Linked DNA regions of Mus musculus: all the other regions are linked to region 1. Evidence: chromatin contacts called from public Hi-C, HiChIP or PLAC-seq and capture Hi-C data. All regions are on one chromosome and are shown on one strand. Each heading gives the region's core, a stretch centred on a gene start, on an enhancer-like site or on the middle of the called end of the contact. The rest is flanking DNA. Distances are from core to core; before and after follow the strand shown. Region 1 holds the start of Dazap1 (DAZ associated protein 1). Region 2 holds the start of Csnk1g2 (casein kinase 1, gamma 2). Region 3 holds the start of Adat3 (adenosine deaminase, tRNA-specific 3). Region 4 overlaps Arid3a (AT rich interactive domain 3A (BRIGHT-like)). Region 5 holds the start of Atp8b3 (ATPase, class I, type 8B, member 3).

Region 1 (4,337 bases), core at 984-3,483:
AAGCCCTCCCAGGTCTCAAACTCCCCCTCACAGCTCCTGAGCACCCTGACTTCTTGTTCTGTTCTGGGTACCCTGGCTTGTTGAGCAGTTTTAGGGGTGGGGGCTCTTCCTGGCTTCTGGGTTCCTCTTTCCGGCTTCCCAGACCCCTTGTGGTCTCCCTAACCCACTGAAGCATCCTTTTGGGGAGTCTCTCTGGCCTTAAGGTCCCCTTTGGGGCCTCCCTATACTTTAGTCTTTGGTCATCACTGGTGTCTCCCAAGCTCATGGAGCTGTCTCTTGATTCCTCTATGACCCCCGGAGCTGAGTCTCCCCAGCCTCTCATTTACCTTATGAACAAGCAACAACCAAAATAATTTTTTAAAAAAATCTCAAAAAAATAAAAAATAAAAAAATAAACCAAACACAAACAAATGAGTTCTCTTGGACCCTGCACCTTCTAGGCCTCACTGGCTCAGGGTCTCCAATTATCTTTTAGAGTATTCCTGAGTCCTGCGCCTCCTCCTGGTATTCTCCCAGCCCCCTGAATTAGCCTTTCAGGCCTCTCTAGCTCCTTAACTATCCTTTGGGGTTCCCCCAAATCTCCACTGGGCTCTTCTCGACTCTGTAACTCCTGTTGGAGGTCCCCCTAGCCTTCTGAACTACCCCGTATGGTCTCCCTACCCTATTTCCTTAACCACAATTATGGCTTATGGTCTCCCACAGAGCTAAGGGTCTCTCTTGGAATTCCCTCAGCCCTCTGAACTATCCTTTAGTATCTCCCGACCTCACAGCTCAACCTCAGGGGTCCCCTATACCTTAATATAGCCTTTGGGAGGGTCCTTCAAACCCTTATTCTATAGGGCCTTCCCAACCACCTTATCCACATAACCCTCCAGCTCTCTTTTGGAGTCCTCTTCCTTCTCCTTCTCCTTCTTCTTCTTTTTTTGTTTTTCGAGACAGGGTTTCTCTGTGTAGCCCTGGCTGTCCTGGAACTCACTTTGTAGACCAGACTGGCCTCGAACTCAGAAATCCACCTGCCTCTGCTTCCCAAGTGCTGGGATTAAAGGCGTGCGCCATCACCGCCCAGCTCTGGGGTCCTCTTCTAACTCCTGTGAAGGACTCAGCACCTTGAGTTATCTTTTGGGGTCTCCCGACACCAACTTTTCAGTGTTCCCAAATTCCTTTAATTTTATCAGAGGGGGGCGTCTCCCCGACACCCAGGCTCTACTTAGGGTCCCTCTAACATCTGAACTATCCTTTAGTGTCCCTCAGTCTCCTGATTTGATGGTCACCTTAATTCCTGAAATCTGGAGAATCCCACAACCTCCAAAATTATCATTTGAAGACTCCTTGACCCCAAACTCCACTTAGGAAGCTCCAACATCCTGATCTGTTCTTTGTGATCTCCTCATCCCTGCGCTTTTACTAGATAACCCCAGCACCCTAATCTTTCGGGGTACCTCTCAGATCCCCGCGTTATCCCATGCGGTCTCTCTGAGTTGTAATCTATACTTTGGGGTTCCTCGGCACCCATAACCTAATTTATTTGACCTATGTATTCTTTAGGGTGTCTCAGCATCCTTAATCTATTTTACAGGGTTTCCATTACCTGTGATCTAGCTTTTAGAATTCAACTCCCCAGAGCAACTCTATGGGGTCTCTCTGCTCTATAATCTATTCTTTGGAGATCCCTCAGTTTCACCATTCTAATACTTAGGGTTCACAAGGACCCTGGTCCATTTTTGTAATCTCCCTGGTACTTAGAATCTATGAGAGATCTCTCAGCACCCCTAATTATCCTACATTACCTTCCTGACTTCAAGGATCCACTTAAGGGTCTTCAACACCCTGATTTATCATTTCAGGGTCTCTCAGTCCGGTGAGTTATCCTATGGGATGCCCCTGACCCGTGAACCTTCATTTAGGGTTTCTCTGGCTCGTGAGTTATCACCTTGGGTCCCTTCAGTTACCCATGGGCTGCCTTTGGGGCGACCCCCCAGCACCCCGGCTCTCCTCTAAAGTCCCGGCCCGGCCGGTCCGGCACCCCGGCCTCCCTCGCTCTGGGCCTGGCCCGGCTCCACAGCCTCACCCGATTTCGTCGGCGCCCGCGCTGTTCATGGCGCCCCGTCCCGGCCCGCTGCGCCCCGCTCCTCCGGAAGGTCACCGCTCGTCCCTCCCCGCAGCCGCGGCCCGGATCTGCGCAACGGCGGCGGCGCTGAGCCTCCTCCCTCCGCGCCAACGGTCGCTGCGCGTCCCCGCGCCTCCGCGCCTCCGCCCTGCGCACGCCCGGGCGCGCTCCCGCACGGGGCCTCCGGGGGCGGGGCCAGGGGCGCGCCGCGCGTGCGTGCCCGCTTGCGAGAGGGACGCAGAGCTCTGCGCCTGCGCAACACGGACAACCGAGACATGCGTTTCCGCCCTGTCGAATCTAATCCTTCTGGGAAATGCAGTCCTCTGCATTATCTGGCCTTCAGAAGGCGCGCGGAGGGAGACAGCCACGTGCGTGCGTACGCGTGCATGCGGCGCCGGGCGTTCATGGCGCGCGCAGGCGCAGACGCGGGTTCCCCTTTATCCACTCGCGAATCTTGGTCTTGCGTGGGGGCTTGCGAGGGGAAAAAGTCTAAGATGCCCCTCAGAGGCCGGTGCATAAAGCAGGCTGCACGTTCATGCTCTGAACTGTGTCACCTCCCGCTCTTCCTTTTTCGCAGATGATACACTGGGTCACAAAGGCTGACTCACCTGTCCAAGGTCATTCAGTTAAGGCTCGATTGGGTTCAAAGTAAAAATTAACCAAGTTCAATAGTTACTAAGAAAAAGTAAAAACAAAAAAACATTGTCCCTAGTACCACTAACATGGACAGCCACACTCTTACTACTATCTATTGTCTGCAGCTGACTTCTCACTTGGATAATCTGCCTTTCCTCTCATAACCAGTTCCCTGTCTCAAAAAGGTATATAAAGCTGGGCAGTGGTGGCGCACACCTTTAAACCCAGCATTTGGGAGGCAGAGGCAGGTGGATTTCTGAGTTCAAGGCCAGCCTGGTCTACAGAGTGAGTCCCAGGACAGGCAGGGCTACACAGAGAAACCCTGTCTCGAGAAAACAAAACAAACAATAATAATAATAATAATAATAATAATAATAACAACAACAACAACAACAACAACAACATAATAAGTAAGTGAATAAAACGATGTAATGGCTCAGTTTGTTGAGCATCTTTCTAGGCTAAAGAGCTGGGTTCCATCCCCAGACTACTTAAAACAGTCATGGCAGTGCAAACCTGTCATCCCAGCGCTCAGGTTGGAGAGGAAGACTGGGAATTCAAGGTCAGCCTCCCTTGGTCAGCTATATAGTGAACTAGAAGCCAGCTGAGGTACACAAGACTTTCTCAAACAAAAACCAAAACATACATACAAGCAAACAAACAAAGCCTGAAGCAGGGCAGTATTGGTGCACACTTTTAAACCCAGCACTTGGGAGGCAGAGACAGGCTGATCTCTGTGAATTAAGTACAGCTAATATACAGAGTGAGTTCCAGGACAGCCAGGACTACACAGAGAAACCCTGTCTAAAAGGAGAAGGAGAAGGAGAAGAAGAAAAAGAAGAGAAGGAGGAGGAGGAAAAGGAGGAGGAGAAGGAGGAGGAGAAGAAGGAGGAGGAGAAGAAGAAGAAGAAGAAGAAGAAGAAGAAGAAGAAGAAGAAGAAGAAGAAGAAGAAGAAGAAGAAGAAGACGACGACTTTGAATTTGAGAGTGACCTGGGTCCTAGTCTCTATGTCAGTAGAACATAATATAATAACAGCAAAGTATAACAAGCAACAATTCATTTCTGTGCTGGGTATAACAGCTCAGATTATAAAAAACAGTCCAAAGCTTTTGTTTGGAGACAGAGTCTTCCTATGTAGCCCCAATTGTCCTGGAACTCATAGAGATCTTGCTGTCGCTGACTCTGGAGTGCTGAGATGACAAAGCTACCCATTTTCTGCTTTAATTAGACCACATGAGATCATCAGAAGGCCACTCAGAGGAGTGGCGCAGTGGACCTAGAATTCAGTGGGGGAAGTGCTCTCCTGGCAGGCACAATGCCCAAGACCCTTCATGAGCTGCAGAAACCGGGCATAGCAGTACACATTGTTGATCCTGGCACTGGAGAGGTGGAGGAGGCAGGATCTGGAATTCGAGGTCATCCTTAGCTGTGTGAGAGTTTGAAGCTATCTTGGGCTACATGAGAACCTGTTTCTTCCAGAAGACCAAAGTTTGATTGTCAGGACCCAAGTGGGAAATCACAATGCCAGTGACTGCGCCTCAGGTGGTGCACAGGGATGAGACACCAAGTACATTAAAAAATAAAAAACAGCGG
Region 2 (4,337 bases), core at 1,370-3,869, 360 kb before region 1:
CCTAGAGAAACCCAGGAGGTATGGGGCCCTCTTCCAGCTCAGATTCATACTACAGGAGTCTTGACCCTATGGGGTTCATGTGTCCCACAGCAGCCCTTACCATGAGTCTCTACAGTGTAGACAGCTAGCTATACCACAGCCCACCATGGATCTGCACCTCACCTAGGACACCCACAAAAATACCCTAAGACAAGACAAGCCATTCTCAGGTCCCATTCTTCCTCACCATGGAGCTCAGGGGGAGGGGCTCTCAGAGATTCTGCACAGTGTCAATGGCTCACCTGCTCCTGTCCCTCTCTCACCGGGACACATCATCACATCAACAGCACAGGAGCTGGAGGAAGGCACACCTGAAGACGGGCTCCATAAGGTGCCAGCACTGTGGCCTTAAAGATGAAGAGGAAACAGGTATGGACTGGGGTCTGCCCAAGGACCTGTGTGGCTTCTGGGTGGGTGCAGATGCAGGAGACTGGCAGGGCTATGCCCAGGCCAGAAGAACCTGGTAAAGGTTACAGAGCAGAGAAACACACCTGCCCTTCACTCTCACCCAGGTATCACTCAGAACAGCCCCTCAGAGCCTGACACATGACAACCTCCTATGGCTTCTCTTCCATTAGGAAGGACTAAGAGGGCATAGTACACTGGGTCCCATCTCTAATACAGAGACAAAACATGGAGGTGCACATTCAGCATGCCAACATGCAGGAGGATCAGGAGTTCAAGGCCAGCCTGAGCTACATGAAACTATGTTCACAAAAACATCAAAGGTCAACAAAACGATGGCTCATCAGGGAAGGCTGCCTGGGCCTTGTCCCCAGGATCTACACCGTGGAGATAACGGATTCCCAGTTATCCTCTGACCTCCAAACACATGGGATAGTATAGACACACTACCCTTATGTGCACTAAATAAACATAATGAGGTTTTAAAAACTCCAAGCACACAGGTACACAGAGATGTTCTCAGGATCTAGCACCCTGCCTGCAGCATCCCTGCATCCATCTGAAGGCACCATTCAGGGATAGAGACCAGGACGCTAGTGTCACGTCAGGGGGATCAACTCACACACAGGGAAGGGTTAAAGAGGGTTGGAGGGTTTGGAGCCAGCCCCTCCCAGCACTTGTGTCCTGCTACAGAACTGCACACACCTCAAGTCTCTAGACAAGACATCACCTGGTGAGTGGGGTGTGCCTCCCCATCCCACAGTGCTCAGTCTGTGCCCAAGTGCACCCTTTACCACCTACAAGTAGAGAGGCCACCATGAACTGGGTAAGGGGGTATGTGGGGCAGTGGCATCAGAAGACCCTAGAGTGTGGACACCTCGTTGTGTCAGATCCAAGGACCAGCAGAGAGATGTCAGCGCCAGGAAAGCGAAGCCACCTGCTCATCACATACCAGCATTGAGCACCCTAGGTCACTAGAAGCAGCAGGGCTTCTGAGGTTTGGAGAGAAAGTACCCAGATGGTGCTTGGCCCCTCAGAGTCCCCAGCAGCAGAGGACATCATCCTTTGTTCTGGGGAGGACAGGGATGGCCCACTGTATCATCCTCAGCCTGGATGGATGGCTGCAAACTATGTGGCATGCAGAGCTGCCCACACAGGCCCAGTAGCCCACCTAGGATGTGCGGAGGGGAAGACCCAGGTGGCAGACATGTGCCGCCACAGGCAACAGCAACAGGCAGCACGTGATCTGTTGTAGGGGCTCAGGCCAGCTAGGATGTGCACAATGGAAATGGGGCACCTGCAGGGCCACACTGGTGGACGACAACAAACGAGAGGCAGAGGAAGTGCTGCCCACATCCGGAGTGGACATGGCAGCCAAGGAACACCAGAGAGTCACCTGTGCATCTACTGTCCCCATGCATCCTACAATACAGTTGGGGACACTACAACAGGCACTGACATTGTCAGCCCACGGGGCAAGGGGAGGTGGCTAAGCCAAGGAGGCCATGAAAACTGCCACAAGACAGGGCCATGACTGTGTAGAACGGTGGGCACGACCCGAGGTCACCATGACCACCCAACACATGGACCACTCCTTATCGATCACAGGAGGTGCCAGGCTGACATGGGCTATGTAGCCATCAGCAGTGCCCAAGAGAGTGAGCAAGCACACAAGAAGGCTGTCACTCCAACATGGAGGGCCAAGGAAACAGGCAACCCTAGTTCCAGGCAGCTGTGCTGTCTCAGGCACACCTGAGCATGTGTGGTGTGACCTGAGACCCCAGAGAAAAGGAAAAGCCTCTAGCCCTGGTCCTAGTTGAACCCTGGAGCTAAAAATAGAGCCTTTGGAAGGAGGGCAGGGCTCCCTTGTCCTAAATAAACCCTCCCTGGCCTGACCCACAATGCCCAGAGCCCGATTCTTTCCCCAAGTGAGGCTGTCTCCAGAAGTGAGCCCAGGCTCAGGGGAAATGCTGGGCTGGCCTGAGTGAAGCAAGGCCGCAGAGCCAGCTGCATGGTGCCCACTGCTCAGGGAGCCTGCTGACAGCAGGCTGGACTCCCACCAGAGACACACAGCCCTCCTTGCAAGGCCCCAGCACGCACCTGCCCTGTTCTTTTTGGGGTCCCCCATCTTGCTGGGGCCCTGGCTGCTCCTCTGCCAGAGGTCCCCAAGTCCCTTCTCTGCATCTCCACTTAGTGATGTCACAGTCCCTGGCTGACGTCACTGGCAGTTCCCAGGCTAGACCTGGCACCCGCCTAAGGGGACAAGCAGGGTCAAAAGCCACCATGAGAAAGCCCTGCAGTGGTGGGATTCTGGGCTGCAGGCCCAGCTGTAGCACACGAGGACTTCCAGCACCGAGTATCCTGGAAGACAGCTGGAGAAATCTGGGGATCAAGCCAAGCTAGGAAAGGAGCCCGATCAGAAAGGGGCTGGTGCCACCTGGCCAGTGGGCAACAGAGCTGTGCATCAGGTCAGGATATGAAGACCAAGAGATGTGTGCCATCCCACAAGGATGATGGCAATGGCAGAGAGAGACCTGGAACGCACTAACACAACTTGGGTCAGCATTGACACAGGACAGCACATGGACCGACAGTGCTGCAGCCCAGTGCCTGACAGCCAGTGTGCACTCTGTACATCAAAGAGCCACTACCCTGCTCTCTGCGCCTCTGATGAGCAGACGTTTCCTCAGCATAAACCACAAGAAGGTGAGGACAGGCAAGAGCACTCAGCACATCTACTCGCCAATCAAATCACAACGCCCACACTAGAGCAGATGGCGTCCCCCGGAGACACCAGGGTCGGAGACTGAAGACCTCATACCCTCTGCACCAATGTGGGTTGCCATAGGTGATGTGGGACCCAAAGCCTCTATGGGCCATGTCTGGGGACACAGGGTGGCTCAACATGGTAACATGAGGGGGCCCAGCATGGAATAGAGGACCAGGGTGCTGCTGCTCAACACCCACAGAGCCTAAACCATGCAGTATCTACTGCAAAGCCTAGTAGGGAGCCAGGTACAAAGCTGGCCAAGGGGCCTGGTACCACGGATGTGTGGAAAGACACGCAGTGGGGCCAGTGAGCACACATAAGAACGTGCACAGCCATCCACCACTGACCATGGCCTAATGTGCTAGCCTCATCAATAGCACACAACAAAGTATAACTCAGCCACAGGTCCCTACCCAGCAACAGATCCTAGGGTCAAGGGGGGTTATCCACTGGGAATTCTGGAAGTGTCACCAGAAAACTGTTGATTTTCTTTTTGAAACAGAGTATATAGCCCAGACTGGCCTTGAACTTGCCTCCTGCCTCAGTTCCTAAGCACTGGAATTACAGGTATGAGTCAGGGTAGACTGATTTATATCTTCTGTGTTTGTATTTGTATGTGTGTGTATGGGGCGGGGGGCTCATATGCCAGAGGCTGGTGTCAAGGACTCTCCACCTTATACTGAAGCCGTGTCTCCCTGCTGAACTCACTTTAGCTACCACAGCCAGCTCAGTTTGAAATGGGTCCACAGGAGGTGAGAGTGCCCGGGCCGGCATCTAAGTGAGCACTAGAGACCTGAGCTTAGGCAATCATTTGCCCACTGCCTCCCCCAACACTTATACCCAAGCTGGCCTTGAACCCACCATCCTTAGTTTTAACATTTTAAACTGAGGGGTGAGGAGGGGAGCCCAGAACTGGCTATTCTTATATAGGTGAAGGTGACCACAAACCTTAACTGAGGGGACAGCTGTCCAGGAGGCACCTCCCCTAAGTCCTGCCATAGTCAGCATATGGAGGGCCCAGCACACAGCCCTGGCCTCCACTGGGTAGGGTCAGGCCAGCACCAAGTGAAGCACAGGCTGACTGCACACAGCTGCCCACCCAGAGGAGCAGAGTCTGCTCTGC
Region 3 (4,337 bases), core at 539-3,038, 340 kb before region 1:
AGCAATCCTGGGAGCAGCGCAGCAGGAGGGGATGGGGTATAGCTCAATGGTGGGAATCTGCCTGCCCTGCTCAAACCCTGAGGTAAATACAGAGCACCAAACAAACGAGAAGGAAATAGGGGAGAAAAGAAAAAAGTGCCCACGAGGCGACCTGCAGGGCTACCTGACCATCATCATACCCACATCCTGGCACCCCCACCAATGTCTACCTGGCCACAGGAACCTATGCGATGGACTCAGGTACATCTGTTGGCTTTCAGGGCTCACCCAGCTGCCCAGGTCAACACTGAATGTCTCTATGGGCTAACTAGAGAGTCACGGGTGCCACTAGGAGTCCTGAGACTAAGAAGGGAGAACAGCACCAAGGGTGTCTGAGATCCTGGTGTCACCATGGCTGCCCCTGCAAAGGCCCCATGGCAGGCAGAGCCCATGAAGGGCGTGGTGACATCTGGCTTCCCCAGGGCATACACCACGCCTACAACGCACAGCGCCTGACTGGGCTACAAAGCGCCACTGTCTCCAGGGCAGAAGACACAGCTTTGTTTGTCCCCTCAAGACTAGACAACAAGGGACACAGAAAGATGGATGCCTTGGGGACAGATGACAGCCTGGGCTTATGGGCCTCTGGAGAGGAGTTTAATAGCTATAGGATGGTAGCCAATGCTTGGCCAAAGGGGCCCTTCATGTTCATTGCAATTGTGGCCTGTTATTCCCTTGTTTTAGGTGACAGGTGCCCACTGTACACCAGCATGGGAACAGGTTTGAAAGGGGCTCCTTGTACCACAGACAAGGACCTGCGGTCCAGCAGACACTTCCCACCTCTGAGGAACCACACGCCCTCTGCATTCAACAACTGCAGGCAAACAATGGGCCTTGGGTCCTGGGTATAGGGTCCAAAAGAATGGGACCGTGGCTGGACAGACTACAAGGATCAGGTCTGGAAGCTCAGGCCTGAAATACAAGTCACTCAATAAGCCACTAGATGGGAGTTCGGGGCCAGCTTCAGCGGTACAGGAAACTTCCAAAATAAAAAAAATGAAGTGGGCTCGGGGTAGAGCTCAGCAGTGCTGAGCCTACCTATGTCCACCAGTGAGGGACTGAAGCTTAGGTTAGGGCCCCTTGTGAGGGGATGGGGTGTGGCGCAGGGGTAGAGTCCCTGCCTGGAATCATCCATTTAAGGGCTGGGTACAAAGATTAGCGAAAGCTCCTGGAATCCACTTCTGAAGGGAGGGGAAGGGGATCAGTAGTCCAGTGCCAGTCTAATATAACCAAAGTCCAGGATTCGATCCCTGGTACCACCAAGATACCCCAAGAAACCCCATAGGGTACAAGAGCTTAAAGGGAAACTGCACACCTGCTGTAAGGATGGTGGATAAGATAACCCTGAGGCAGGGGACTGTGATGACCCGGAACATACAACCGGAAGCAGCTGGAAATCACAGGGTTTCCGGAATCAGAAGTAGGGTACACGCGTGCGCCGCAAACCAACGGCATAGGGCGCGGTGGGCGAAAAGCCCTGTGCACACGCGTACTAGCGTTGACTACTCGCGCACGCGTACTCCCACCGCCTCCCGGGACGCGCACAACCCTCTCAGGCTACGCGGTCTGTCCCGATAAGGCCTTCTTTCCCTGTCCACCGCCCTTGCCTTGTCACCATCTCCGGTGCCCCATGGCGGATTCGGAACGGCGAAAGCCGAACCCCTACGGCGGCTGCTCACCTGAGGGACACCCGAGCGAACGCCACGCTTATCCAAGTCCTAGCAACCGGGCCGCCACGCCTGCCACCGCGGGGCACCACGGGAGCGTAGTTCCATGGGCGGGGCCTGCGCGATGCGACTACATTTCCCTTAAGGCCGTGCGCGTGGCTGCTTCACAAGGCCTTGCTGAGTCTAGGGGGTTTTCTTATGTGTGCTGCAGCGAGTAGAATACTGTGGTTTGAGATCCTGGGATGGCACTGAACTCGGCCCCTTTGTGACACTTTGAGACATCAGCAGAGAGAAGACTTGAGGCAGAAGGAGACTCTATGGCCATTAGTCACTCAAAGAGCATCTGCCATCATACTTCTGTAAAGTCCCATGTTGCTGGTGAACAATCACTTTTACTGCTTGGAAAGTGACTGTAGTCTGAAGTTTTAGGTCCACTCAGGCCCTCATTCTCCTCATCTGTACATGGGTGAAACAGATATGTGAACTTCTGAATAAGTCTGGGGCTGGGGCTGTTCATGGAGTGTTTTCCTAGCACCCAGGAGAACCTGGATTCCATACATAGCATTCCTCATGGCACAAGCTGGTCATGCCTGCACTCTGGGGGTGGATACAAGAGAACAAAAGTTCAAGATGGTTGGGGCGAGGGCCTTTAACCCCAGCACTTGGGAGGCAGAGGCAGGCAAATCACTGGGAGTTCCAGGACAGATCCTGTCTTTAAAAAACAAAAACAAAAGATGAAGAAAATAAATGAACAAGTAATAGAGGCAGGAGAGATGACCTAACATTAATACCTTTTAGTTAATTATTGTTTTAGATAAAGAGTTTCACAGTGTAGCTTTATCTGCCCAACATGTCATTCCCAGGCCAGAGTCCCTGAGTCTCTCCCAGGGTCCTTCTTCCTCTGTGGCTTAGGACATAAACAGCAGATTGCCTGGCTGAGCCCTGACCAGCAGGAAGGTAGAAAGTGGCACCAGAGAGCCTGGGGTTGGCTCCAGGATCAACCTGTTTGCAATCTTCTAGGCCTGTCTGCCAAACACAATCTTTCTGGAATAAGGAATGCCTTGTGACCAGCTTATCAGAGCAGAGTAGGTCCCATGAGTTTGGTGTATGGCTGCTTGCAAGACAGATAAGTGGGAGATTAGTGTGGATATGACCAGCATTACAAAGCTAGAACCCAAGCCGGGTGGTGGTGGTCCACGCCTTTAATCCCAGCACTTGGAAGGCAGAGGCAGGCAGATTTCTGAGTTCGAGGCCAGCCTGGTCTATAGAGTGAGTTCCAGGACAGCCAGGGCTATACAGAGAAACCCTGTCTCGAAAAACAAACAAAAAAACGAAGCTAGAACCCTTAGGTACAGTGTCTGGCTTCTAGGAAGCCATGTGAACCAAGGGTCTTGGGAAGAAAACCAAGTTTTGGGTCATCACACCAAAACAGGGCCACCAGGAAACCCATGTTGTTTCTTTAATATTTTTTGACTAAGCCCAGGTCCATAGAAATGCTAGGCCAGGAGCTGTAGAGATGGCTCTGTGGCTGAGAGCACTGGCTGATCTTCCAGAGGATGAAGGTTCAGATCCTAGCACCCACATGGTGGCTCACAGCCATCCCTAACTGCAATTCCAGGAAGTCTGATGCCTTTTAAAACCTCTGTGTGCACAAGGCACATACATACACAAAGGCAAGGCACTGATATAAATATTTTTAAAAATGCTCTGCCAGGGTTAGAAAGGCAGTTTGCCAATGGGGAACCCTGATTGCTATCCCAGAAGAACCTGATGTGAGTCCCTGCACCCACATGGTGGCTTACAACCATCTGTAACTCCAGCTTCAAGGAACCAAATGACTTCTCCTGGCCTCGATGGGTGCTAGGCTGGCATGTGTTACAGAGACAGATAGATATGCAGAGAAGTTTTCTAAGAGATGCTATGCAAGGGAGCTAGAGAGATGGCTCAGTGGTTAAAAGGACAGCCTGCTCTTCCAGAGAACCCGGCTTCAACTCTCAGCACCAGGTCAGCTTGTACCTGCGAGGTAACTGCACTGCCCTTCCAGGGGACCTAGCACCATTACACAGACAAACCTGAAGGCAAAATATCAATACTCATAAAAATTTTTTAAAAAGATATCTTTAAAAGATGTTATACAAGCCCTCACCATTGAGCAATGCCCCTGCCCCTCACTGGCAGAGTCTAGGCAGAGGCTCCACTCAGAACCACTTCCCCAGCCCCTCAGCTGTACAGCAGTTTCTCTTTGAATTAAAACCTATCTTGGGCCAGGCATGGTGGCGTACGCCTCATGCCTCTTTAATCCCAGCACTCGGGAGGCAGAGGCAGGCAGATTTCTGAGTTCGAGGACAGCCTGGTCTACAGCGTGAGTTCCAAGACAGCCAGGACTACACAGAGAAACCCTGTCTTGAAAACAAAACAAAACAAAACAAAACAACAAAACAAAAAACAAAACAAAACCAAAAACCTATCTTAGAGCCAGGCATGGTGGCACATGCCTTTAATCCCAGCACTCGGGAGGCAGAGGCAGGCTGATTTCTGAGTTCAAGGCCAGTCTAGTCTACAGAGTGAGTTCCAGGACAGCCAGGGCTAGACCAAGAAACCATGTCTCAAAACAACAACAAAACAAACAAA
Region 4 (4,337 bases), core at 919-3,418, 320 kb after region 1:
GAATAACTGAATAAACAGAGTCTCCCAGTGCATGTCCACGCTCTGTAAGGAGTTCCTAAAAGGGCTTTCTTTGACCAGATTGAGGCACACATCTTCAGTTCCAGCACTCTGGAGACACTCTGTGAGCTGGAGGCCAGCCTGGTCTACAGAGTGAGTTTCAGGACAGCCAGGGCTACAGAGAAACCCTTGGTCAAGAAAACAAACGGGCTGCAGCCACAGCTCAGGGGTTCAGAGCACTGACTACTACTCTTTTCTTCCTGTTTTTGTTTTTTGTTGTTTTTGAGACAGGGTTTCTCTGTATAGCCCAGGCTGGCCTCTGCCTCTCGAGTGCTGGAATTACTGGCGTGCACCACCATTGCCCAGACTTTTTTTTTTTTTTTTTTGAAGTCATGCATATAAATCTCAGATCACCTACAACCAAATTCCTCTATGTACTTCCAGAACATTCCACCACGCAACAAGAAACCCAATCTGCACAACCAGTCACAATCAGTCACGCCATCCTTTCTGCAGCCTCTGACACTCCTATATCCACTTCTGAGCTCTGTGCTGGGCTGTTTGGGGCCTTTTCCCACACCGTGTGGCCTTCTGTGTCTGGGTCTCTCCTGAGCCCCATGTCCTCAGCTCCCTCCACACTGTAGAGTGTACTGGAGCATCAATCCTGTTCATGGCTTAGTAATATTCCAGTGTCTTATTCTCTACCTGTCTCTGGGCTGCTAGAGCCTTTATCCTCACCATATTCTTTGAAGATCTTGACGATTTTGTGCCTTTTGGGCTTTGGCTGAGACATGACCCCAACAATCTTTATAAAAACACCTACATACAATGGCTGTGATTCTCCTCCCAATACCATTAGGACGCTTCCTTCTCCTGGCTGCCCAGAGACGAGGGCCTCGGAGCTCTGTAAGCTTCAGAACTGGGCCAGATGTCTCCCCTCTCCTGCCAGACAGGTCCTGCTATCCTCCGTCACTGGAGTCTCTTCTCCTGAAGAGACCATGCCTGTCCATCCCGGCCTTCTGGGTGTCTTTACAGCTCCGGGCCCCAGGGCCTTTGCACTCCCTGGTCCTTCATATAAGCCCTTTTCCCACTGCAGCGAGGCCTTGGGCACCAAGTGACTCAGCTCTGTGGGGGAAGTCTGAACTCTCCTGGGCAGACACGCCCATTTCATCCTGCCTCTGGCAAGTGGTCGAGATTCACCTGGACCCATTCTTCACTTGGGGAAATTAAGGCAGAGGTGACCTGTGAGTAACAGAGCATCAAGGACCAGCTGGGCACTTGACTGATCATTTTCCATGGGAACCCAGGGTGTGGCAGTGCACATCTATCAACCTACACTCGGGGAGGGAAAGGCAGGGGGATGGCTATGACTTCCCGACCAGCCCAGCCCAGGCTACACAGGGAGACCCTGTCTCAAAACAAATTTGAGTTCCATCCCAGCATCAAGAGGCCAGGAGAGTCAGGGCCACAGAGATGGCAACTGGATGGGTGGGCACCGGCTCGTGCTCCCTCCACCAGCATAGGGTCACAGCGGCCGGGGCACAGGGGTGTCAAGGCGCAGGTCTGGGGTTGTTACTTTCATATTTGGAAATCCAGGGAGTGTTGCAGACATTATTGAGCCCTTGAGGCGGATGATACATCACAGGTACACTACAACCAGACACAAGGACCAGGCCAGCAGCTGGGAAGAACTCTCCCAGCTATGCAGAAGACCAAGGCAGGGGGACACAAGTTCAAGGCAACCCTGGGTAACTTGGAGGGACTCCCTCTCAAAATGAAAAGACAGGACCTGGGATGTAAAACAGGGGTATAGCCCTCATCCCCGGAATCTCCCAGTGAGGGGCTGGGGGCGTGGTCAGGGTTGAGGAGCAACCTAAAATGGGTCCAAGACATTTGGTCTCTTCCCAGAAATTAATCTCGGAGAGATGGAGCACCACGTTCAGTGAGGGAGAAGAGCCATCCCTGGCACTCTGCATACAGCAAGGGCATCATGAATGTGCTGCCCCGGCTCTCTTTGGGCTCTTCTGGGCACATGGTGGCCTCAGGGTGCACCTGAGGGCTAGGGGCTTCCCCTCCAAGCTGGCCACCCGGCTCTTTCATTTCCTGTCAGCTCTGTGGGCACTGGGGGGGCCAACTCTGGCGCTTAGGAAATTGGGGAAGTGATTCTGGGCTGGGTCAAACATCTGTCTGTTCAGCTGCCTCCTGCAGAGGTTGGCCCCTCTCCCCTCAGCACGCTGGCTGCCTCACCCACGAGGAAGATATTAATAGCCCTTCCGAAATGACCATTTGGGACCACAGGAGTGGCTGCTGAAGAAGCTGGCCTCTGGGTTCCCGGCTGCAGGGGAACTGCAGACCTCCAACCTAACTTTTTCTCCTGAGTAGATGATAGGTTTGGTCAGAGGTTTGATCAGGAGCCACCTTGGAACCTCAGTCTCATTTCCTGCGAAGGAAGGAGGTTGTCCTCATAGCTTCCAGGAGAATGACAAGACACTTGTGCCCAGCAAAGGTCAAGCCCAAGAGAGATGGCCAGGTGGGGGAACAAAACTGCTCGGTGCAAGCTTGCTTTACAACTGGGAAACTGAGGCACAAGGGTTGGGCAGCCCTGGAATGAACATACAGGCAACGGCTAAGACAGAGACACCTGTCAGAAAGTGCAAAGAAGTTTGCGTGGAAAAGCCAAGGTGACTCCCTAAGCCCCACAGAAGCCCAATATGTCAAAAGCAAAGGAGACTGAGCAAGATCCACCATGGAGCCCTCCAGAGACTCCGTGGAACCTCACAGAGACCAGTGAAGGGCCTGGCACTGTGGGCCGACGGTCCAAGGGTCAGAAGCCAAGCTCAGTGGTGCAACTTGCTGATCCCAGGTACAGAGGAGGTAAAGGCAGAAGGATCCCAAAAGTCCAGAATAGCATCTACGCTCATGTGTGTGTTGGGGGCTTGGTTTGAGGTGGAGCCCTACCTAGAATCCCCCAATGAGGGGCTGGGGGCGTGGTCAGAGTGGAGCCCCTGCTTAGAATCCTGCCATCATGGGCTTCTCCAGCTGTATTCCTGTCTAGCCTCTGAAATTCCAGAAGGGACTTCCCTGTTGACCAGTGTGAACCTGGCTGTCACACTGGATTATCAGGACATGACCTGGGGTCTGGTATCCCTTACGTTAGCTGCAACAAAGGATCTAGACAGACTGAAGCTTGTGTCCTAAGACAGAAATGGGGTCCCACCCTTCATCTAGAGGTCCAGCTGGAGGGTACCCATACTGTGAGCTAAGGGCAGGTGGAATCGAGCCTAATGTGGTGGCTCCAAATGTCCACCTCCTGCAGCAGGGAGTTCCTGTCATGCATTAGCAACAGAGCAGGTGAACCCAGATAAATACAGCTGCCATCCTACATGCTATGGAGCGGGATGGAGGCAGACAAACACTCATCAACAAGATCCTGACCAAGTGACAGCGGCCCAGTTTCACGGAGGGGGAAACTGAGGCTGGGAGGAAGAAGTGGGTGAGCGGTAGGTTGGGGAGGACGTGGCCTTGGAGACAGAAGGGATGGGTGGATAGGCAGACAAGATGGCGGGTGAGGAACACCCCTCCCCCCAATACGCCCCCTGGGTGACTGGAAAATATCAGTCTTCTATAACTTGGCCCCCATATGGCAACATCCTGGGCCCAGCCTTCAGCTCTAGATTGGCCCCCTCCTCCTGCTACACACAAAGCCACAGATGCACCCAGACTGGATGGACATGGCTGGGAACAGAGCTGGTACCCTCCAGCCAGCCATGAAGACACACCCATCTCCCCCAGACAGGACCTCACCCCATGGAGACAGTGATGCAGACTGGCTTACCCCACCTGCCTGCCCCAGTGCACCCCACAGGGTCTCCTATAGCAGGGGTCTCTTGCGTTTGTAGACAGGGTCTCTCTTCATAGCCCTGACTGTCCAGGAGCTGGCTATGGAGACCAGGCTGGCCTCAAACTCAAGAGAAAGACCTGCTTTTGCCTCCCATGTGCTGGGATTAAAGGCATGGGCCACCTTACTTCAGGGTTCTTGAATGTGACTCTACAGTATACAGTAGGTGTTCCACTAACGCTCATGGAAGGAAGGCCTGACCAGGATTCAAAACACACATGAGATGGATGGAGCTTATGAAGGGCCCAGAGAGTCTGCTCCTGACATTTAGTCATCTCGGGAGCAGCAGCAAAAATCTGAGATCCAGACTCAACTCCAACTCCCTGACCTCCACCTCCACCTCCGGGCTGGGATGAGAGGTGTGAGCATGCCCAGTGAGTGCGCCATCCACTCAGCCCCAGCCCCAGCCCCAGCCCCAGCCCCAGCTCCCTTGTCTGTGGTT
Region 5 (4,337 bases), core at 1,314-3,813, 270 kb before region 1:
ACAGAATAAATGTTTGTATGAACTTTAGATTTCATAGTGTGTGGTGCTTTGGGGGCAGACAGGATCCTGACACACGCCATGTGGCCCCTGTCCCAGTGGCCAGGGTCAAGAAAAAATGAAAATGATTCCCTTGCCAAAAGCAACTCTCACCCCATGGGCCCATGCCACCTAGCTGTGGGAACTCTGTGAGACAGCCCCAAGCTCCGGGTAGGCTGTGCCTGCTAGACCTCCCCTGAAGGTACCTTGCTGTTGTCCCTGATGCAGGCTGATGGCATGCCTTTACTCCTTTTTGCCTGTTATGATCTCAGTTACTCAGACAAGGTCCAGGGTAGAGACTGGGAGCCCCTGCCGCCTGGTGTCCTGAGGCAGGGCCTGGCCATCAAGGCCACTCTGTTCCCATGTAAGGAAACAAGTTTTGTAGTACTCACATCCAATGTGACCTCAACTTGATTGGCTGCCTCTTGGCAGTTATCTGTGGGCAGAGTAGGCTGGCTGGAGTTAGACCCTGGCAGGATAACCGGGGTCTGATGGTCAGGGTCCTGTGGGAACCTAGTCCCTCAAGCTTCTTGGAGGGACTGCAAGCCAATGGCTAGAGCAGCTTCCAGGGGCTATCTACATAGTGGGCATGCAGGGGCTACAGGGGCCAAGGGAGCTTCCTTGGCTAAGCTAGGCTTCCACCCTCAGGGGTTTCCTTGAGCACTTTGTCCCCTCTTCTACCTTCTGTAAACAAGTTTTTAAAAACAAATAAATGGTGCTAATGTATTCACAAAGCCCAGGTCTGTCCTGGGAGCTTTAGTGTGTGTCTCTGCCTATCTACTGTCCAGTTCGTGTCAGAAGAGCAGCCAACAAAGACCTTAGCTAACCCTGGCTCTGCCCTGAAAGCCAGAGGCCTGCACTCGAGGGAGCCCTCTCCACTGTGATTACCCCCATCCTCTATAAGTCAGGGTAGGGGATCTCCCCAAAAAAGGCCATCATAAAGATGTGATCAGATGCTCACCGAAAGCTGAGTGAACCGAGTAGCTATTTCCTCAACATGCTCCAGGGACTCAAAGCTTCCAGAGTTTGCTATTCTGGTGGAGGCTTGGTCCTGAGTGCCGTCCTTATCCCAGCCACCAGTTCATTCATTTTATGCCAGCATACACTGGGAGACAGGAGGTGGACATAACCACTGAGGGCTAGGTTAGAGGCAGGGCTGACTACAGCCTCTTCAGGGTGTACCGTGGCCAGCATCCCTGGCATACATCCACTGTACACAGGTATCAACATAGCCCATCAGTGCCTTGTGGGCTCCCTTTCCCACTTAGGCATGACAGATACAGACCTGGCTCAACCGTGCTCACTGGTGTGCAACCTTCCCACTCCTAATCCCCAATTCAGCAATGTTTAGTTGGGCTGGAGTATACTGTGCTTAGTGTGCTTGGAAGATGCTCTTCCCAAATGCAGGAGATGTAGCTCAGTGAGAGGCTGCTGTCATTATATAGGGTGGAGGATTAATCTGCATTCCCCTACATAATAAAGCTTGAGACCAGTTTGAACTTAACTCCTGCCCTGCAGAATGAAGCTCAGACCCACCTTTTCTGAGCCTGTCCCTGATACCCCAGCCATGCCCTAGTCTCTGCCTCCCTCCCTGGATCATGACTTGACCCTTTTCTTCTTTTCTCCTCCTCCTCCTCCTCCTCCTCCTCCTCCTCCTCCTCCTCCTCCTCCTCCTCCTCCTCCTCCTCCTCCTTTTGGTTTTTCAAGACAGAGTTTCTCTGTGTAGCCCTGGCTGTTCTGGAACTCACTCTGTAGACCAGGCCTGCCTCTGTCTCTGCCTCCCAAGTACTGGGATTAAAGGCATGTGTCACCACTGCCTGGCTTGACCCTTTTCTGTTCTACGGCTGGCCTTATCTTGGCCTTGCCCGCAGAGATTCCAGATGCCAGACCCCTGCCTTTCCTCCCTGACCTCTTCCCAAGGCTTTCCTGTCCTTTCTAGTTTACCCAAACCCCCTCCCTCCTTCCTTCCTTCCTGGCCCTTGACTCATGCCTCCGCCCACAAAGCATTGTCCCATCCTTGAGATGTAATACCACGCTCACCAGGAATAGACTCCCCTGGAAGCCTGGTCTCCGCTTTTTTTTTTTTTTTTTTTGAGACAGGGTTTCTCTGTATAGCTGTCCTGGCTGTCCTGGAACTCACTTTGTAGACCAGGCTGGCCTCGAACTCAGAAATCCACCTGCCTCTGCCTCCCGAGTGCTGGGATTAAAGGCGTATGCCACTACGCCTGGCTGTACAATTAATTCTTGCTCCACCCATAAGCCTGGTTTGTAGCACAAGGTTGGCTCTGCCAAGCTCCTAAAACACGACTCCGCCCACGAGACCTGACCACACCCCGAAGACTCAGCCACGCCCACAACTCCAGGCTCTACCCTTACCCTCTGTGCCATTCAACTAGGCCCCACCTTCTCCAGGCCCCGCCCCTGTCGCCTGGTCCTATCCTTCTCCTGCCCTTAAGCTGCAGGCCTTAAGGCTCTGGTAGGCCCCGCCCCCTTCGCAATGCCCCGCCCCACGAGCCCGCGCCACCCGTTTCAGACCCGTTGGCACCAGGCTAACAGCTCCACAACATCGGCGGCCCTGGACGCCGCTGGCGGCCCGCCCTAGGCAGCCAGGCCCCACCAAGCCCGGCCCTCGCAGGTGAGCACCGATGCTCACGAGTTGTGCATCCTTGGGCGCCACTGTGACCTCTCTGTGCTCTAGGGGTCTTGGGCCCGGATGCCAGCACTTGAGACAGGAGATGGTGCCCCCTTGAGGTTCATAAAACCAGACACCGAGGTGGAGCTTACCTACAGGACAGTTTGGTGACCACTAGAGTTCACTAGGGCTGTGCGTCATGGCCGCTGGGGAATACTGCTAATGGGGTGTCTGGTGAGTGGGCAGGAACACTTTGGAACAGGAAGATTTTGGAAACTTTGAAAAACATTGGAAAGGAAGACTGAGTGCAGTAGCAATTCTCAACCTGGGGAGGGTCAAACGACCCTTTCACAGGGGCCACCTAAGACGATCTGAAAAAAACAGATATTTGCATTATGCTTCATGACAGTAGCAAAATTAGTCATGGAATAACAACAAAACCAATTTTGTCGTTGGGGTCCCCACAATATGAGGAACTTATTAAAGGGTCATAGCATTAGGAAGGTTAAGAACCCCTGGACTAGAGTGTTCCCTAGAATCAAGATCTCTTCACACATCCTTCCCACACCCTCTCCAGCCTCAGTTTTCCTCACGTGATAATCAGGGAAAAGCCCAATACCCAGAGCTGGTGCTGAGCCAGGAGGAGGTGGGGCCCCAAGATGCCCTGGGGAAACACATGACTCAGACACCAGGACTCCTTGTCCTGGGGGAAATGTGGGTTCAGCAGACATTAAGACAGTGAAAGCTCTAGAAGAGAGGTGACCAGAGGCAAGATGGGGGACACCCCAGCTGCTCAGGAAGCCCCCAGGAGGCGCATGATTCCCACGGGCCGGTCTGGGAAGTACAGAGTGAAATTTGGAGGGTGAGGAAGAAATCCACCAGGCAGGGTGGTGACAGTGGGGGGCATATGGGTAAACTGGGGGACCGATGGGGTGAGTGCTCAGGTGGTGGTTGAAGATCTGCCCCCCGGGAAGGGAGCAGGGAGGACCCATGTCACCAGGTATAGGGCTGTCTTAAGTTACCAGACCCAGCCAGGAGTGAGAGCACAGGTCTGTCATCCTAGCTCCTCCAGGAGGCTGGAGCAGAATTATGGGTGTAAGAGCAGCAGAGTGAGACCCTGTCACTACACTTAGCAATCCCAAGGCCAGATCTTTTTGTCTCCCTCCTCCTCCTCCTCCTCCTCCTCCTCCTCCTCCTCCTCCTCCTCCTCTTCCTCCTCTTCCTCCTCCTCCTCCTCCTCTTCTTCCTCCTCCTCCTTTGAGACAGGCTTTTGCTATGTAGGGCAGAGTGTCCTTGAACTCACAGCAACCCACTGACTTGGTGTACCAAGGGCAGGGATTAAAGGGATCTGGTGTGGTGCCAACACACCAGATCTATCTTAACATGGCTCCATGCTCATAATATACGCAAGCCGTGAGCTGTCACATATACAACCCCTCAGCTCCGTGGGGTCAGTCAGCAAACATGGACTGAGCATGTGTGGGGTGTGGGGTGGGCCTTGCAGGAGCAGGTGGAACAGGAGGGGCATGGAGGAGACTGGACGGGCCAGCCACAGCTTCCTCACTAGGGCTCGAGGCTACAGCATCTCAGAGGTGGGGTTCCTTGCCTCAGGTGACCAGCTATAGATGGGGGATGTAATGCTGGGTCCTGCAAGTCCAGAGAGCAGTTC

The links. A called contact is a pair of places that touch in the nucleus more often than the background predicts. HiChIP or PLAC-seq counts read pairs in DNA pulled down with a chosen protein or histone mark. Capture Hi-C pulls out chosen DNA fragments and counts their contacts.
Region 2: a Hi-C map of LSK cells shows a contact between it and region 1, with 4 times the contacts expected there. The contact joins the promoter of Csnk1g2 here to the promoter of Dazap1 in region 1. A contact is called at or near these places in 5 of 39 promoter capture datasets (the C10 cell line, cranial neural crest, hippocampal neurons and 1 more), 2 of 484 Hi-C or Micro-C datasets (LSK cells and embryonic stem cells), 2 of 115 datasets of contacts at active chromatin or transcription factors (effector CD8 T cells and fibro-adipogenic progenitors) and 1 of 9 other capture datasets (adipose tissue).
Region 3: a capture Hi-C map of macrophages shows a contact between it and region 1, with 2.8 times the contacts expected there. The contact joins the promoter of Adat3 here to the promoter of Dazap1 in region 1. A contact is called at or near these places in 5 of 39 promoter capture datasets (the C10 cell line, erythroid cells, liver and 1 more), 1 of 484 Hi-C or Micro-C datasets (B cells), 5 of 115 datasets of contacts at active chromatin or transcription factors (double positive thymocytes, effector CD8 T cells, extraembryonic endoderm stem cells and 2 more) and 1 of 9 other capture datasets (macrophages).
Region 4: a contact with region 1 is called in an H3K4me3 HiChIP or PLAC-seq map of pro-B cells, with 2.1 times the contacts expected there. The contact joins the enhancer-like site here to the promoter of Dazap1 in region 1. A contact is called at or near these places in 2 of 39 promoter capture datasets (the C10 cell line and hippocampal neurons), 5 of 115 datasets of contacts at active chromatin or transcription factors (fetal liver, large pre-B cells, microglia and 2 more) and 1 of 9 other capture datasets (liver).
Region 5: a contact with region 1 is called in an H3K27ac HiChIP or PLAC-seq map of large pre-B cells, with 2.5 times the contacts expected there. The contact joins the promoter of Atp8b3 here to the promoter of Dazap1 in region 1. A contact is called at or near these places in 1 of 39 promoter capture datasets (liver) and 2 of 115 datasets of contacts at active chromatin or transcription factors (large pre-B cells and pancreatic cancer cells).

What each region holds. Positions count from the first base shown.
Region 1 is chr10:80,262,910-80,267,246 of GRCm38.p6, reverse strand. It overlaps Dazap1 (DAZ associated protein 1), which reads right to left and starts at 2,233. Exons shown (of 12, transcript NM_133188.3): 1 at 2,069-2,233. The coding sequence starts at 2,097.
Region 2 is chr10:80,627,938-80,632,274 of GRCm38.p6, reverse strand. It overlaps Csnk1g2 (casein kinase 1, gamma 2), which reads right to left and starts at 2,619. Exons shown (of 12, transcript NM_001159591.1): 1 at 2,545-2,619.
Region 3 is chr10:80,600,331-80,604,667 of GRCm38.p6, reverse strand. It overlaps Adat3 (adenosine deaminase, tRNA-specific 3), which reads right to left and starts at 1,788. Exons shown (of 2, transcript NM_001100606.1): 1 at 1,719-1,788. Scamp4 (secretory carrier membrane protein 4) reads right to left here and starts at 1,786. Exons shown (of 7, transcript NM_019575.4): 1 at 1,719-1,786.
Region 4 is chr10:79,938,737-79,943,073 of GRCm38.p6, reverse strand. All of the region lies in intron 3 of Arid3a (AT rich interactive domain 3A (BRIGHT-like)), which reads right to left. Among named protein-coding and RNA genes, the nearest start is that of Arid3a, 14 kb to the right of the region's middle. Within about 2 kb of position 2,168, at least 33 of the 459 cell types and tissues checked have an H3K27ac peak or open chromatin away from gene starts, as enhancers often do. A contact at or near this core is called in microglia and pro-B cells, where this site is marked.
Region 5 is chr10:80,537,350-80,541,686 of GRCm38.p6, reverse strand. Atp8b3 (ATPase, class I, type 8B, member 3) reads left to right here and starts at 2,563. Exons shown (of 28, transcript NM_026094.3): 1 at 2,563-2,671. It overlaps Rexo1 (REX1, RNA exonuclease 1), which reads left to right. Exons shown (of 15, transcript NM_025852.3): 15 at 1-761.